2 separate regions of the Mus musculus genome follow, and region 2 is linked to region 1. A link is a contact called in public HiChIP or PLAC-seq data. All regions are on one chromosome and are shown on one strand. Each heading gives the region's core, a stretch centred on a gene start, on an enhancer-like site or on the middle of the called end of the contact. The rest is flanking DNA. Distances are from core to core; before and after follow the strand shown.

Evidence for each region. HiChIP or PLAC-seq counts read pairs in DNA pulled down with a chosen protein or histone mark.
Region 2: a contact with region 1 is called in a CTCF HiChIP or PLAC-seq map of the NIH/3T3 cell line, with 5 read pairs. The contact joins two enhancer-like sites. A contact is called at or near these places in 10 of 39 promoter capture datasets (the 3T3-L1 cell line, the HPC-7 cell line, cranial neural crest and 6 more), 2 of 15 datasets of contacts at CTCF or cohesin (the NIH/3T3 cell line and large pre-B cells), 7 of 484 Hi-C or Micro-C datasets (the HPC-7 cell line, adipose-derived mesenchymal stem cells, nephron progenitors and 2 more), 1 of 115 datasets of contacts at active chromatin or transcription factors (fibro-adipogenic progenitors) and 3 of 9 other capture datasets (adipose tissue, macrophages and pancreatic islet).

The regions. Positions count from the first base shown.
Region 1 is chr4:58,269,475-58,276,615 of GRCm38.p6, forward strand. No RefSeq gene overlaps it. Among named protein-coding and RNA genes, the nearest start is that of Musk, 13 kb to the right of the region's middle. Within about 2 kb of position 2,542, at least 47 of the 459 cell types and tissues checked have an H3K27ac peak or open chromatin away from gene starts, as enhancers often do. A contact at or near this core is called in the NIH/3T3 cell line, where this site is marked.
Region 2 is chr4:58,823,424-58,830,564 of GRCm38.p6, forward strand. It overlaps Ecpas (Ecm29 proteasome adaptor and scaffold), which reads right to left. Exons shown (of 49, transcript NM_172381.3): 24 at 6,911-7,034; 25 at 5,084-5,229; 26 at 4,585-4,639; 27 at 3,614-3,728; 28 at 2,979-3,047; 29 at 1,275-1,392; 30 at 743-910. Among named protein-coding and RNA genes, the nearest start is that of Olfr267, 41 kb to the left of the region's middle. Within about 2 kb of position 2,683, at least 26 of the 459 cell types and tissues checked have an H3K27ac peak or open chromatin away from gene starts, as enhancers often do. A contact at or near this core is called in the NIH/3T3 cell line, where this site is marked.

The DNA of each region.
Region 1 (7,141 bases), core at 1,292-3,791:
GGCTCAGCTGTGAGATGTAGTGCAAGGCCCAGCATGTAAGCCATGATGAGACCAAACTCAATGGTGGAGCTTAAGATTTCTGTGAAGTCTCAGTTAAAAATGCAAAACATGGTTGATGCCCAGGAGGCTGTTGGGAGATCACCTGGGACCAATGAGTGGGCACAATACATGGTGTTATAAAATAATGATACTTGGTAGCTAAATGCCAATCACTTGAACTTCACATTGGGAGAACCCAGTGCTGGGCCGTGAGGAGTTATGGTAACAACTTTTTATGCCTATGAAAACTCTGTTTGTGGGACAGTACAAAGTACAGCATCAGGTAGAGCTCAAATCAAAACAACCCCCCCAAAACGCCCCTTTTGTTGCCTGTCATTCTCACTGTCAACAACCAACACCAGCTCTATCTAATGTATGCTATGAGGAATTTTCTAGAAGAGTGTGAAGCTCTAGAAATCAACCACAAGCCTAAATACGTAAACTAGAAATCTGAGTGAAAAACAAGGTCATGGCTGGGAGGCACTTTTTCAAGTTCAGCCCAGGAGCTGCTGGACCCTGTGACTTCCTGTCACCATGGCTGATCCTTCAGACTCTGCTGCTGCTGCCATGCGCCATGATGAATGAACCCTAAAGCAACATTTTGCTTTGTTTTTGCATGAAGAATCTCATTGGCTCATCCTGGTCATGTGATCATGCGATATGCTTTAGTTACATGGAAAGTAGAATCTGGAAGCTGCAGCATCATTAATGATAGACAGGGTCTTGATGCCATAGCAGGTCCTGAAAGTGGAAGGGTGAAGGGCCTGGAGACTTAGGAGCAAAACTACATGTCTGTGCACACACACACACACACACACACACACACACAACACACTATAGCAGTGGTGAATTTCTGCATTAGAAACTTTAGATTTTTGTTTACTTATTTACACATAATTAAAAACTTGCTTCTATCTTTTCTAATTTGTTGTTGTTGTTGTTGTTGGAGATTGAACCCAGAAGTTTATACATATTAGGCAGGTGTTCCACTCCTGAGATGATATCATGAGGTCTGAGAATAACCCATGAGGCATGCAAAGTGATTCTGTCTGTTCCTTTTAATTTTTTTCCTTTGCACCCTTCGGCATATAGCTTTCACTTGGCAGCCACAAAAAGGCACAAAATGAAAGAAAAATCATGCAAGAATAGCTCTCATATCCCTGCATCCTATGGAATCCACTTCCTGGGATTCTTCCCCAAATACTCCTTTTCCTGACCTCCTATGTGCCTAGTTGACTTCTCAGCTCAAACGCCAATCTGTGTGAGCATCCTCAGACTCCCATGTGTTCTCAGCACACCTCTCTGACACTGTCCTCTCTCCCCTCTTCCCTCCTTACAACCTGCCTATTACTTCCCAGACAAGGTCTCATGGACCTCAGGATTGCCTCAAACGTATTAGGAAGCCAAGGATGCCTTTGAACTTCTGATCCTCCTGTTTCCACCTCCTGTTGCTAGGATTGCGCATGTGCCCCACTGTGCCCTGTTTCTGTAAAGCTGAATAAAGAAGGTAGATTTTTAAGTATTCTAGATGAGCCTTCCATCAGCTGACCTATGCCCTTGTGTTCTGGTCTTTTTCTGGTGCTGTGGTTATAACTCATGATCTTGGCCAGGCAAGCATTCTACCACTGAATCCCCAAGCCCTGCACTCAGTATTAATTGTTGATATCATTACTCTTCTCCTTGGCCAAGCTGCAAGTTTCTTGCTCAGAGACTTGCCCATTGCTGTAACCCCAGAGTTAAGTTCAGTTACTTGAGTAAATGCTCCTGTTTAGAAAGAAGGTGGGAAAGACACATAATGGGTTTTTCTTGCACTCCTTACATTTTTTTTTCAAATTTGAGACATTTATGACCTGTCTTGCTTTGTTCTCCCAACTTAGAGAAGATGATAAGAAAAAAAAGAACCAAATTTAATAGAGCCCCTGATGATTTTTATCTCTGTAATATTAAAAGTTAACCAGCTGCTCATAAACAATTAATAATAGAAAACAGTAATACAAATGTATCTTTTCATGAGAGTCACCAGATAATACCCGCTTGTTAATAATGTGGCATTCTGTACTGGCAGAAAAATGAATTGTTGACTGTGAAAATACCACTCAGTCATATCACTGTGCCTAAACAATATACAATCTCATCTTTCATGGCTCTCAGCTGCGTCCTGCTTGGAAGACATTTTAGACACGAGCCAATGTTCTACACATAACAAATGCTCAGGAAAGACACATGGAATTCCAGTCGGACGGAGCTTGCCCTACTGCAAAGGGCACATAAATGAATAAATACAAGGAAATCCCCTCCGAGGTGCACACACACACACACACACACACACACACACACACACACACACAGAGGCACGCACACAAGCCTCACAACAGCTGGGACATATTATAAGTTGGAGGACTTTTGTTAGTTCAGATGTTTCAGGTCTGCTTAGGCACTCTGGAGAAGAAGTAAATATTATGAGTAAGTTCATTTCCATGCTGGCTGTGGGGACATGCCAGCACGGTTTACTACAGTTTTATAATAAAACAGTCTCATAAAGGAACACCAGCATTAGTCACTCAGCACATGACTGCCAAGGCAAGATGGTCTCTGTTTTCTTCCCCGAATACTCCGAACATGATTTCATTCAGACTGTCTTCCAAATGGATTCTCTTTACACTAAACCCCATCAATATAATCAAGGAGTGCGTGCTCACTAAATCGATTATCAGTTTAAAGACATCATTCTTTTAAAGGAAATATGACCCATTTCTAGAGCTGCACATGGAAAAGTGAGGGTGGTCAAGACAGAATCATTTGGAGCATTGAAGGGAAGGCTGGTGGAAACTGGGAAGGAACAATGCAGAAGCTAGACCATTGCAGTGAGCAGACTTCACAAGAAGACAACGTACTCGAGATTGCTATAACATGGATTTACTAAGTTGCAAGGAGGAAGGACTCTCCTAACAAACACAAGCAGCAAAGGCTTGCTCAGTCAGCGCATTCTTCTTATTGTCAAGCTGAATGGAAAGCAAATATCCGTCCCTAAAAGCAGATGTAGTGAATATAAAGTCAGAAGAGGGGGACACAGAGAAATTGATCTTTAATGACCCGGGGCTAAGATAGATCTCACTGTGAAAGCTTGTCAAAGGATTAGAAAACACTCGGCCATGCTCTTCTCAGAACCTCCTACATTCTTCCCCAGGTTTTCATCGACTTAGGCTAATCCATCAACTCTTAGCTTAATTATCACTCTCCCAGAGCAACCTTTGCTGGTTGTCGTATCTCAGGAAGGGAGCCTTCAGAGCACCCCAGAGCACCCTGTAATTTCTCTTTATAGCTATTATCTCAACTTGCGCTTCCGTATTTAATCCTTGCTCTTCCTACTGAACCCTCAAAGAGAGCAGGCACCGTGCTTGTTTTGAGCACCACCGGACTCCTAGGACCCAGCACAGTGCCCGGCACATTTGTAAGCACACAACAAATATCTGTTGCATGACTGAGAGAATCCACGGGTAAGGGCTGAGAGCATTGGTGTTAGGTCCAGGTTTTCTTGACTGAAAGAAACTCAGTCCTTTCATCTGTGAAGTGAGGAGGTGTTAGCCCCTGTCTTCTAGCATTCTTTTCAGGATGAACTATATGAGTGGGTGAAAAACACTTGATGAAGAGACCAATAGAGCATATTAACACCATCCTACTAATGATAAATTTAAGAGAAATCAGAAGCCCAGTTGAAAAATAAATCTCAATTACCCTGGGAGATTCCTTGGCTGGGTACCATCAGTACTAACCTCTGAAGATATTTACCCATGTTTTCATGGTTTAGTAGAATTTTATAACACAATTTAATTAGATATGGGACTATATTAAAAAGTTTGTACCGAATTCTTTCCAGTTTAGAATCGACTAGGTCTACATGTCATAATGTTATGTACTCAATCATTATGTGTGGACCTAGTTTTGATGGCAACTGTCTATGGTAGACCTAAATATAGAACTCAGGTCTTTGGGTATCCAGGGCAAATTCTATATTGCTAAACTATTTCCCCAGCCCTGATGTCAACTGTATCACTTTTACTTCCACTCTCTCAGTAGGAACATATCTGCATTATACAAAGAACAGATCATCCAATTTAGAAAGAGGACTGACTGATCAGAAGGTTCAGAAGACAAACAGGCTTGCTGTCAAACCAAACAGCCTGAGTTCAATGTGTAGGACCTGTGTGGTAGAAAGAAAGAATGTTGTCCTTCAAACTCTGCACATGCACCATTACACACACACACACACATACACACACCACACAGACACACACACACACACACAAACCACACACCCCTCAGATACACACACACATACACAACACACACACACACCCCTCAGACACACACACCACAGACACGGACACAGCCACACACACACCACAGACACACACACACAACACACACACACACACCACAGACACACACACAACACACACACACACACCTCAGACACACACACACATACACAATACACACACACCCCTCAGACACACACACACACACCACAGACACACACACACAACACATACACACATACAACACACACACACACACCCCTCAGACACACACACACACACACCCCTCAGACACAGACACACATACACAACACACACACCCCTCAGACACACACACACACACACCCCTCAGACACAGACACACATACACAACACACACACCCCTCAGACACACACACACAACACACACACACACCCCTCAGACACACACACACCTCAGACACACACACACACACACACAAAACATAGGCACAGACACACACTCAAATGTAATAAAAATATGGAAAAGAAAAACAATCAACATTCCCACCTCCTTAACCACACAGGTAATCATCATAATTGTCTTACAAGTTTTAGGACATAGATTGTGAGTGAAAAGACTTGAACTTATATTTATGTTATAAATGAAACTCTCCATGGTTATTAAGGGTCTCTGGTTCATTCAGTCAACATTTACTAATGTCAAACACACACCAGGCATCAAGCATACTTCATAAAAGGTTAAATTTCACATTAAGGACAAAATAGTGCAGGTTCTTTCTTCAACAATTAATGTATCATCAATAAAACTATCAATATAGTATGGTAGAATCCGTGTGAGTAGAATTCATGTGGTAGAATACTGGAGAAAATACCTGAAAGGAAATTTGGAAACATACACACAGGGCCTCATAAATACAGACTTTGACTGAGTAACTAAATTCTATATTTACCTGCAGGTTTTAATTAGAAGATGAGTTAAAAATAAATAAGTCAGATATTGGCAGTTTTATTTCTCACAGTTAAATTGCAAAACTTAAACCGAATGAGTGCACAGATGATGCTATATCTGTTTATTAAAAGAAAATTTGTAATCATCAATGAGAATAAAAATATACATGAGAATGTATATAGGGTACTTTAAATATTATTGGACATATATTTTCTACATGTCATATGAAATATATATATATATCATATATGTATATATACACACACACATATATATAATATTACCTAAGTTATGGCCATACTTAAACATACTTAAAACATGGTAACTTAAATCATTGTTTTTTTTTTCTTGTTATTTTAAAATCTGAAACATATTTTTCAAAAGGAAAATATGAGAGAATAAAAAAAAATTGACTAAATGTCACATTAGCTTAGTGCAGTCTCCAAGTATTTCTTAATCCAGAAAAATGCAGCCAATCATGATTTCACCTGGCTGATGCCAAAACAGTTACTTCACTCATAAACAGACATCCACAGAAATTATCATTCTGAGTATGTAGGATAATTGTACATAGAGTGCTATGATCATAACTCAGAATTTCCATGACTTTCTGTAGTCCTCAGTTCACTCTGGCCCTTCCCTGGGCTAACCTAATACAACCTCCAGTCTGGCTCGTGGGCTACACACTGGGACTTTGAACAAAGGCCAGGAGTGAGGTTGGTTTGCAGACCTTAATCCGACTCATTACCAGGGCACTACAAAAGCAAGTCATATCTGTGGCTTTATATTTTAATTGAATTGATCTCCAGAGAGCGTCAGAGTTATGCCTGGGACACATTTATTTATCTTTGCATCAGCTCGAAGAGATTGTTGCAAAAAATAGACTGTGAATAATTTGACCGTGTCATGCTGATTCACTCCTGTGGTACAATTCATCTAGAACTGTCTGGCGCTGCGGAGTTTTGTAGAGGCTAAAGCAAAGGATGCTGTCCCCCTGAAATGGTGCATTTTTCTATACTAAAAGAGTCTTTCCAAGGACTCTGGATGTTAATGTTGCACACTGTTGAGCCATTATTGACTCAGCATCTTGTCAGCATTTTGCACAGTGTCAATGGATGATGCTAGACGGTGTGATGCTATTCATGGACAGAAGCGCTTTGATAATTTGTGTGCACAAACGGAAATTGTTAGCTAAAAAAGGAGATGTGGATGTATTTGGTGTTTGATCTTTCAATCATCTGGCAGTGAAGGGGGCTGGTACTTTGGGAAAACAATTTGTTCAGTTCTAATGTTTTATGGCGGTTTTGTTTTTCTAAAATGAACAGCCCGCCGATCAAATGAAGTCAGGCTGAACTTAACCAACTCAGGGTTCTCTGAAGGGCTGGTGGGAAACATTTCTAATCCATGCTTTGATTTCATGCTAGCTCTCAGATCTATGGTATGACCTAGCCTGTCAAGGTTACCAGCTATGCAGATGGATTGCCACTTCCTGCTCCTTAGCCCTCTCTTGCTCTCAGTGGTGGTTGACCAAGCTGGCCTCCTCTTCCCTCTTCAGGGACTTTTTTTTTTCCTTCTGCTCACAAGAATGAATGTGCCTGGGTTTCCTTCAACTTCCCAGTAAATTATTCCTCAATCTTTGCTTTCTTTGAGCATATACATGTATGTGTTGCTGTGGGTACACGTGTATACATGTGTACGTGGAATGTGGAGGCCTGTGGTCAGTTTCATTTGATATCATTCCACAGAAGCCAGCCACCTTGTGTATTTTGAGACAGGATCTCTCTTTGGCCTGGAACTCACTGGTTAGGCTAGGCTAGGCTATTTGGCCAGTGAGGCCCAGGTATGATCTTGT
Region 2 (7,141 bases), core at 1,433-3,932, 550 kb after region 1:
CCTGAGAAACCTTCATATCTGAAAGGAGGATTGAATGCAACCAACAGTCAGATTACAGAACCGAGGAAAACAGTGTAGGCAATTAACTATTTCTTTGTCTTCCCAACTAAAATAACTCTTTACGCATGTTTGTGACCCACTCTCCATGGCATCAGTGATCCCTGTAAACATATAGTACTCCATTTGTAATACACTATTGTTTTTTTAATTGGGTATTTTATTTATTTACATTTCAACTGTTATTCCCTTTCCCAGTTTCCCCTCCACAAACCCCCTCTCTCCTCCCTCTGCCCCTGATTCTATGAGGGTGCTCACCCACCCACCCAGGGTGGTGACCCTGGCATCCCCCTACACTGAGACATCGAGCCTTCACAGGACCAAGGGCTTCTCTTCCCACTGTGGTAGCCACCAGAAAGCCCCAGATGCCAGGAAAATAAGAGGCTCCCAGGACCCAACAGAGATGAGATTAGCTGAAATGCCCAACAAAGAGGAGGGAAAACTGTAGAGATCATATCCAGAGGTTAGACTATTGTTCTTTTATCTATCTATCCAACCAGTGAACATTATGATTGCCTTCATTTTTGAGATCTCAGTAAATATTACAGAATCACTGAAAGAAAAAGCAAACGAGCAATGAAAGGAAACAAATATACAAGGGGCAACGGGTGTTTGGTTTAAATCCTGTGTGGTGCCACAGGCAAGCTACAGAGTTTTCCTAACACATAGGCTCACAGATACTTGCCATTGACTTGTCAGTGACCAATGCATTCCAAATGCTTGTCATAGCTTGTCGAATTCCAAGGTTGGGATCAAACTGGTATCGATAAAGGCGAGGAACTAGTTGAGGCAGAAAAGGAGCCAGTTGTTCTCCAGCTCTGGTAGCAATTACATTAAAACCAAAAGCAGCACCCTGAAAACAATAAAGACTAACTTATACATGGCTGTCATAATAAAATGTTAACATAGCAAATACAAAAAGGCTTCAAATACTCTTTCTCAAATTTACCCCTAAATAGAACCTTACTTAGTATTCCAGCTTTACCAAATAATGACTAATGTGGTAATCTGGCTCTCAGATGCAGATTTTCAAAATTAACTATACATGAACTGGCACTACAAGGCTAATGTAACAAGTCTGGTTTTGGAGTAAAAGAATAAAACCTCAGTAAGAGATAGGGGTATGTAATTCAGTAGTAGAGCACTTGTCATATATACATGATGCCGAGTTTGTTCTCCAGCAAAAATTGAAGAAATGAAATAAAATAACAACTTACCTTCCTGGAGTTCCACATTGCATGATGATTTGCCAGATTCATAAATTTATATACCAGATCTGGCTGACTGAGATCACTTGCCAGAGAGCAAAGCTCCTTGTAAGTAGAAAGGCCCTGACTTAGAAACAAAAAGAAAAACACAATAAAATATTTTTATAGCTATCTTTGGCTTGACATAAATTTCAGCATCAATATTACAGGGCTCTTTTAAATTCTATTTCCCTCAGTTACTAATACCACAATCATCACTGAGGAGACTGAAAACTAGTTTGAGAAGTATATAAAAAGTCATATACCTCAATTATCAATAATTTCTAAATCTTTCTGCCAGTAAATACCTGTTGCAAATTAATTGTGAAATACCTCCCATAAGGTCAAGTGTTTGAGCCTATGGCTCCCAGTTCATGGCACTGTTTTGGAAGGCGGCAGGATCTACAAGAGGTGGATCTTTGGTGTATGGAGGAAGGAGGTTAGGAGGCAGAGTCCCCTGCAGCCATGCAGCCATCTACTGCCATTCCTTCCCTTTTGTGACAGACCTTACAGCCTCCAACTGTAAACCAGATGGACTCTCCATTGCTTTTTATCAGTTATTTGATAGTAACAAACATGATACCTAAAATGTGCCTGCATGTTCCATGGAAGTGAAGCTCTTGGTGGCTCTGGAGACACCTTGCAAGTTCATCATGTTGTATGCAATCTCTCATAACGATGAGTGATTTGAAAGTATCTCTATGCTAAATTTCCTCTAGGTATAATATAGCATTGTGAAAAATTAGCACCTTTTTTTAATTCGTAAAGAAGCCAAGTACAGTGGTTTGTACCTCTGTAGTTGTACCAAAGAATTCAACTGAGCCAACTAGTTTAAAAACAACAAAGATAATGAGACCTTGTCCACCCAAAAAAAGAGGAGAAAGAAGAAAACAAAGAGCTCAGAAGAATTTAGAAAAACAAGCATATAAAAAGAACTTTGAATATGAAAACAGTAAGATATAGGATAGCACAGGACAGATAAACCACCTACAATATTAATATTCTCTTGTTCCAAATGTCACAGGAAGACAGAGCAAGTGGCATGTTATCTGGCAATTCTTAAGAGGAAAAAAATGACAATATAACTACACTGAAATAATAATTAAAGAGGGACAACATCAAAATTAATTTAAAATACTAAACAGGCAGACTAGTCAAACACAGAAAGTATTCCCAGAAAAAATTTAGATGAATTTAACGTAGCTCTATGTTGCAAGATGTCTATTCAGGACTCAGCTTCCTAGAAGCAGACAGTTCTAGACCTAGTATCAGTCCGAGAACTAACTTTGGTCTTTGAGGTCATGGCCTCCCACAAAGCAGCCTGCCACAAATGATTACTCACTGGCCAGGCATAAAGGCCTAAGAAGTATGGCAAGAGGCCCAGGCTCTGTGGCTCGACACCCCTGAAGGGCCACGCCATCCTAGCCTGAAGCTCCTCAGGAATCCAGTGTCCAGTGAGGTATGGCTTCAGGCCAACACTGCTCACTGCTCCCAAAGACAATCCTAAGGGTATTCTCCAATAATCTTCCAACATACAAATCTCTATCTCAGAGGCCAAGAAAACCTAATCTAAGACAGTAGGGTTTTTTTCCATGTCATTTTTATTTATCCATCAACAAACAATATTCCTATTCTCCCTTAGTTGATCAATGTGTTTAGATTTAGCACACTTACCCATCAGGTGTTTTGCCAAGGCCACCCCCTTGAAATACCACTGTCTCTCCAGAAACTTCATGTTTGACTCTAAAACAAATCAGAAAGAATTTAAATTAGCTTCAATTTTTCCATACCAACAATAAACAATTGGATACAATCCATTTGCAAACTGATAAAAACCTGTGTCTAGGGTATAAAAGATATAAAACTATTCTTTCCTACTAGACTGCAAATTTTCTAAAATCAAATATAAGCAAAAAATTTCTCAGATTAATTACAGCCAATGTGTCACACATAAAAACTACCCTTCCCTCATGGAGGTAACTAACAGAAAGCAGCAAGCAATTACAAAACCAATCTCCTTCCGTGTACTCATCAACATTAGACTATGAATAACATTCAAGTTTCTTCATACCACACCTTAACTTTTTTTAGCCAAAGGTATTAAAATGTTTTCTAATCCAATGCTTTAACTGTCATAGGACATTCAAGTATGAAATTTTCTGAAGTAAACAGTATACACTGGGATAATTAAACTGTTTACAATCATTGATATGTAATGCCTTAATAAGTAGAAGGTGGAATTATCCTTCTTCCACATAATATTCCCAATGTCTTAAGTATTCATAGCTGAAATGTTAAATTCACTATACCTTTTGCCAGTCATAAGTGTTTCTACAAGTGTAGACACCAATTCTTGTTGATCTTGTTCATTGCCCAGCTCATAAACCAACCCAAGCCCCTTTGAGGCAACATCTTGGCTGAGTTCTACAAAAAAGGTAGACAAAATTATGCTATTCTAAAAGAAATTTGTCTTGTAGCCAATTATTTTCTTTCAAGTAATTCTCTTTACTCTAAAATGCTACAAAAGTAAAGATATAAAAAGTAGAAGCACTCTCAATTAACTAAATCAAGTCAATGGACAAGAAATCCTCAATTAATAAAGATGAGAATCATGACCATAAACTAATAAAATACCAATGAACTACAGTGTCACTATAAAAACCACAGTATCAGAGTATCAACATATATTGTTTATATTAGAGATAAAATACTCTCCTAGGACTTTAAGACACCCATATCCAATTTTAGAAAAATAGAGGCAATACTAGTCCATGTGTTCTGAATAAGATGTTTTAAAGCTATTATTTAAATTTCTAACATATTCAACTTCTCCTGGCTTTAATAAAGAGGAAAAAGTAATTCAAAGCAGGAAAACTTTAACACTAATGTTAAGGCCTAAGCTCCATTAAAAAATGTAAAGTTCTAATTTATGTATAAGAAAGAATATCTATTTCCTCTACTTTAGAACTTTAGTGGAAAGATGGTACTGTGGTAGTTAATATTGGCTTTTGCCTTAATACAATTACCTTTAATACTAAAAAAATTAATTTCTAATTCTATTGCAGAGAGCCTTACTATCTCTAACTCAGGATGGTCTGGAGCTCATGGTCCTCCTGCCCTTTACCTCCCACGCGCTGGCTGGGGTTAAAGGCTTGTGGCTAGTTCTGTTGTAGTGACATGGCTCAAAAGTTTTTGTGCTCTAATTCACTCACTCACGCTTTTAAAGTTTAAAATACAAGTACACTGAAGGTGACAAATCAAATATTTACCAACAACTTACCATCATTTTCTGACAGAACTGAAACAAATGCGCTCTGAATTTCTTTAAGATGGGACTGAAAGAAAAGTAAAGGCATTAGAGCACTGAAGTTCTACCTCCTCTTCAGGAAAACATGCATCTTGCTGGTAAGGTACATGGAGGCCAGAGAGTCTTAGGACCAAGGCAGTCTTGACCTTTCCATGCAGTGAACGTTACAGGCGTCCATATCACCGTAACTTGTACCATACACAGGTTGTCTAAGCGTTCAGACTGACCACTGTCCCAGAATGAGCCTGCCCAATCTTATCCCTTCTGATTTTACATCTTCACATTTAGATCATTTTCTTGCCAGTATTAATCAAATCATCATCCTTCAGTGCCTCACATGGTAATTATTTCAAAATTTCTGCTACTTTTTAATGATTCCATACTTCATATACTTTCTTCCTACTTTTAATTCATAAACACTTTGGGATCCTTCCTGAGTTCATCACATATCCAATGAGTATTATAAACTCACCTTCACTTCTCTGTGGGTACTTAGTTTTCTCACAAGAGAAAGAAGCCAGATGCAGGCTGCTTGCCTGACATGTGGGTTGGGGCTGATGATATGTTTATTTAAAATAACATCTAAAACCCATGGGACAACATCATTCACTTTGGCACCTGAGGAATAAGCAAAGAAAGATTACAATTAAAATATTCAAATATAATTTTCTTTAAAAATCATATTTACATCAACAATCACACAATAACCCAATGTTAAAATCCAAGTGACCAAGAAAGTCCAGAAGCTAATGTAAGCTAAATAATCTTTTAAATTATTCAAATGACTCTAGTTTATTGGATAAAAAAATGTATCCTAGTCTCTTCAATCTCAGCATTTTTTTATTGAATCTTTCTAAACTAAACTTCCATCTAAAAGCTGATCAATAACTTTGGATTTCATTTCTTCCTCCAGCTATAACATATTTGTCTCTTTCCCCATTACTACGCAGTTTCGCAATCCCAACAAAATGCTGACTTGCTTTACCGTATATGTATTCAAACAGAAGCCTCAGAGAACTAGTTTGGCTTCCACCAATCATAGTACAGTCACCCTACATATACTACTAGAAAAACTTTTTCCCTATTTCTTTTAAGGTCTCTCTATGATAGATGACAAAATAGTAGATGAAGATATTACTACAGTGTTAAATGTTAACTATAATACTAAGTACAGCAACTATTTTTCACTATGGATACAATTCACAATAGTACTGTTACCATGAAAATATTCTTATTCAATTTTCCCAGCTAAGAAGATAAAATACAAATACTTTCTGATTTTTCTTTTAGCTTTAAAGAGTAAAAACAAAAATCCTGGTTTGATACTAAAATATATTTCAATTCTAAATTTAAATCAACTGAAAAAAATATTTGTGTCTGTGTTTTGGATTTTTTTGTTTTGCACTATTGTTTTTTCTTTAATTGTTAACATTAGGTTTCTTCACATTTTTTGTGTACATGTACACATACGTGCACATACATGAGAGCCCATGACACAGCATGCATGTGGAGGTCAGAGGTCAGAGGTCAGCTTTGCAAAAGCTGCTCCTGCACCATGGGGTCCAGAGATAGAACGCAGGCCATCAAGCTTGGCAGAACTTGCTGATTGTTCTCACTAGACCTTGTATTATTTTTCTTTTGTTGTTGTTGATTTTTGTTTTGTTTTGCTTTGTTTTTGAGATAAAGTCTCACTGTGTAGCCCAGACTGGCTCTGATATCATTATATATCCCACATGTTCTCCAACTTGCAATCCCCTGCCTTAGCTTTCCAAGTGCAGGAATTACAAGCATACATCATCTTAGTTTGAAATCTTTGGATCTGTTACCATATGCTCAAGAACCACATACATGTATGGTCTCTCAAATGACACAGTAACTAAATTCTGTTGTACTTCCAGGACTAGCAGAGGACAAAGAAGGCTCATTATGTAGTAAGGAATTAGACACAAGAGGCTGAGAAAGTTCTCATTTTCATGTTCAATCTTTCCTTTTTTTTTTTTTTCTTTTCTCCCTCCCCCTCCTGCCCCCCAACAGGATCTCATTACATAGCTCTGGCTGGAACTTGCAACATTGACTAGGCAGGATTTGTATTCACAAAGATCCTCCTGCCTCTGCCTCCTGAATGCTAGGATTAAAGGCATGCACCACCATGCCCAGCTATGTTCAATCTTCTTTAATCCTTCTTGGCAGACCAAATTAGTAAGGCAGGTATCAATTTTTGGGGAAAACATTACTTTTGCAACTAACAGAGAAGAAAACCACTCAGCAAATGTAAATCAATTAGGTAAGTATTAGATACCAGCAGGAGGTATATATTCTTCTTCAGTCACCAGCCAGGCATCTCGGGCAGCCACAGAGTTAGTTCCTATTGCAGCACTGGTAATGGCTTCACCAATAGTGAACTGAAGCTCAATCTGCTTGGCCTACAATGAAAGAAAGAGAAATATCCATTTCTATAAAAGAGCTGCTTGACCTCTCAGCAGGCTTTATTTTATTTTATTTTTTATTTTTTATTTTTTGGCCACACTGA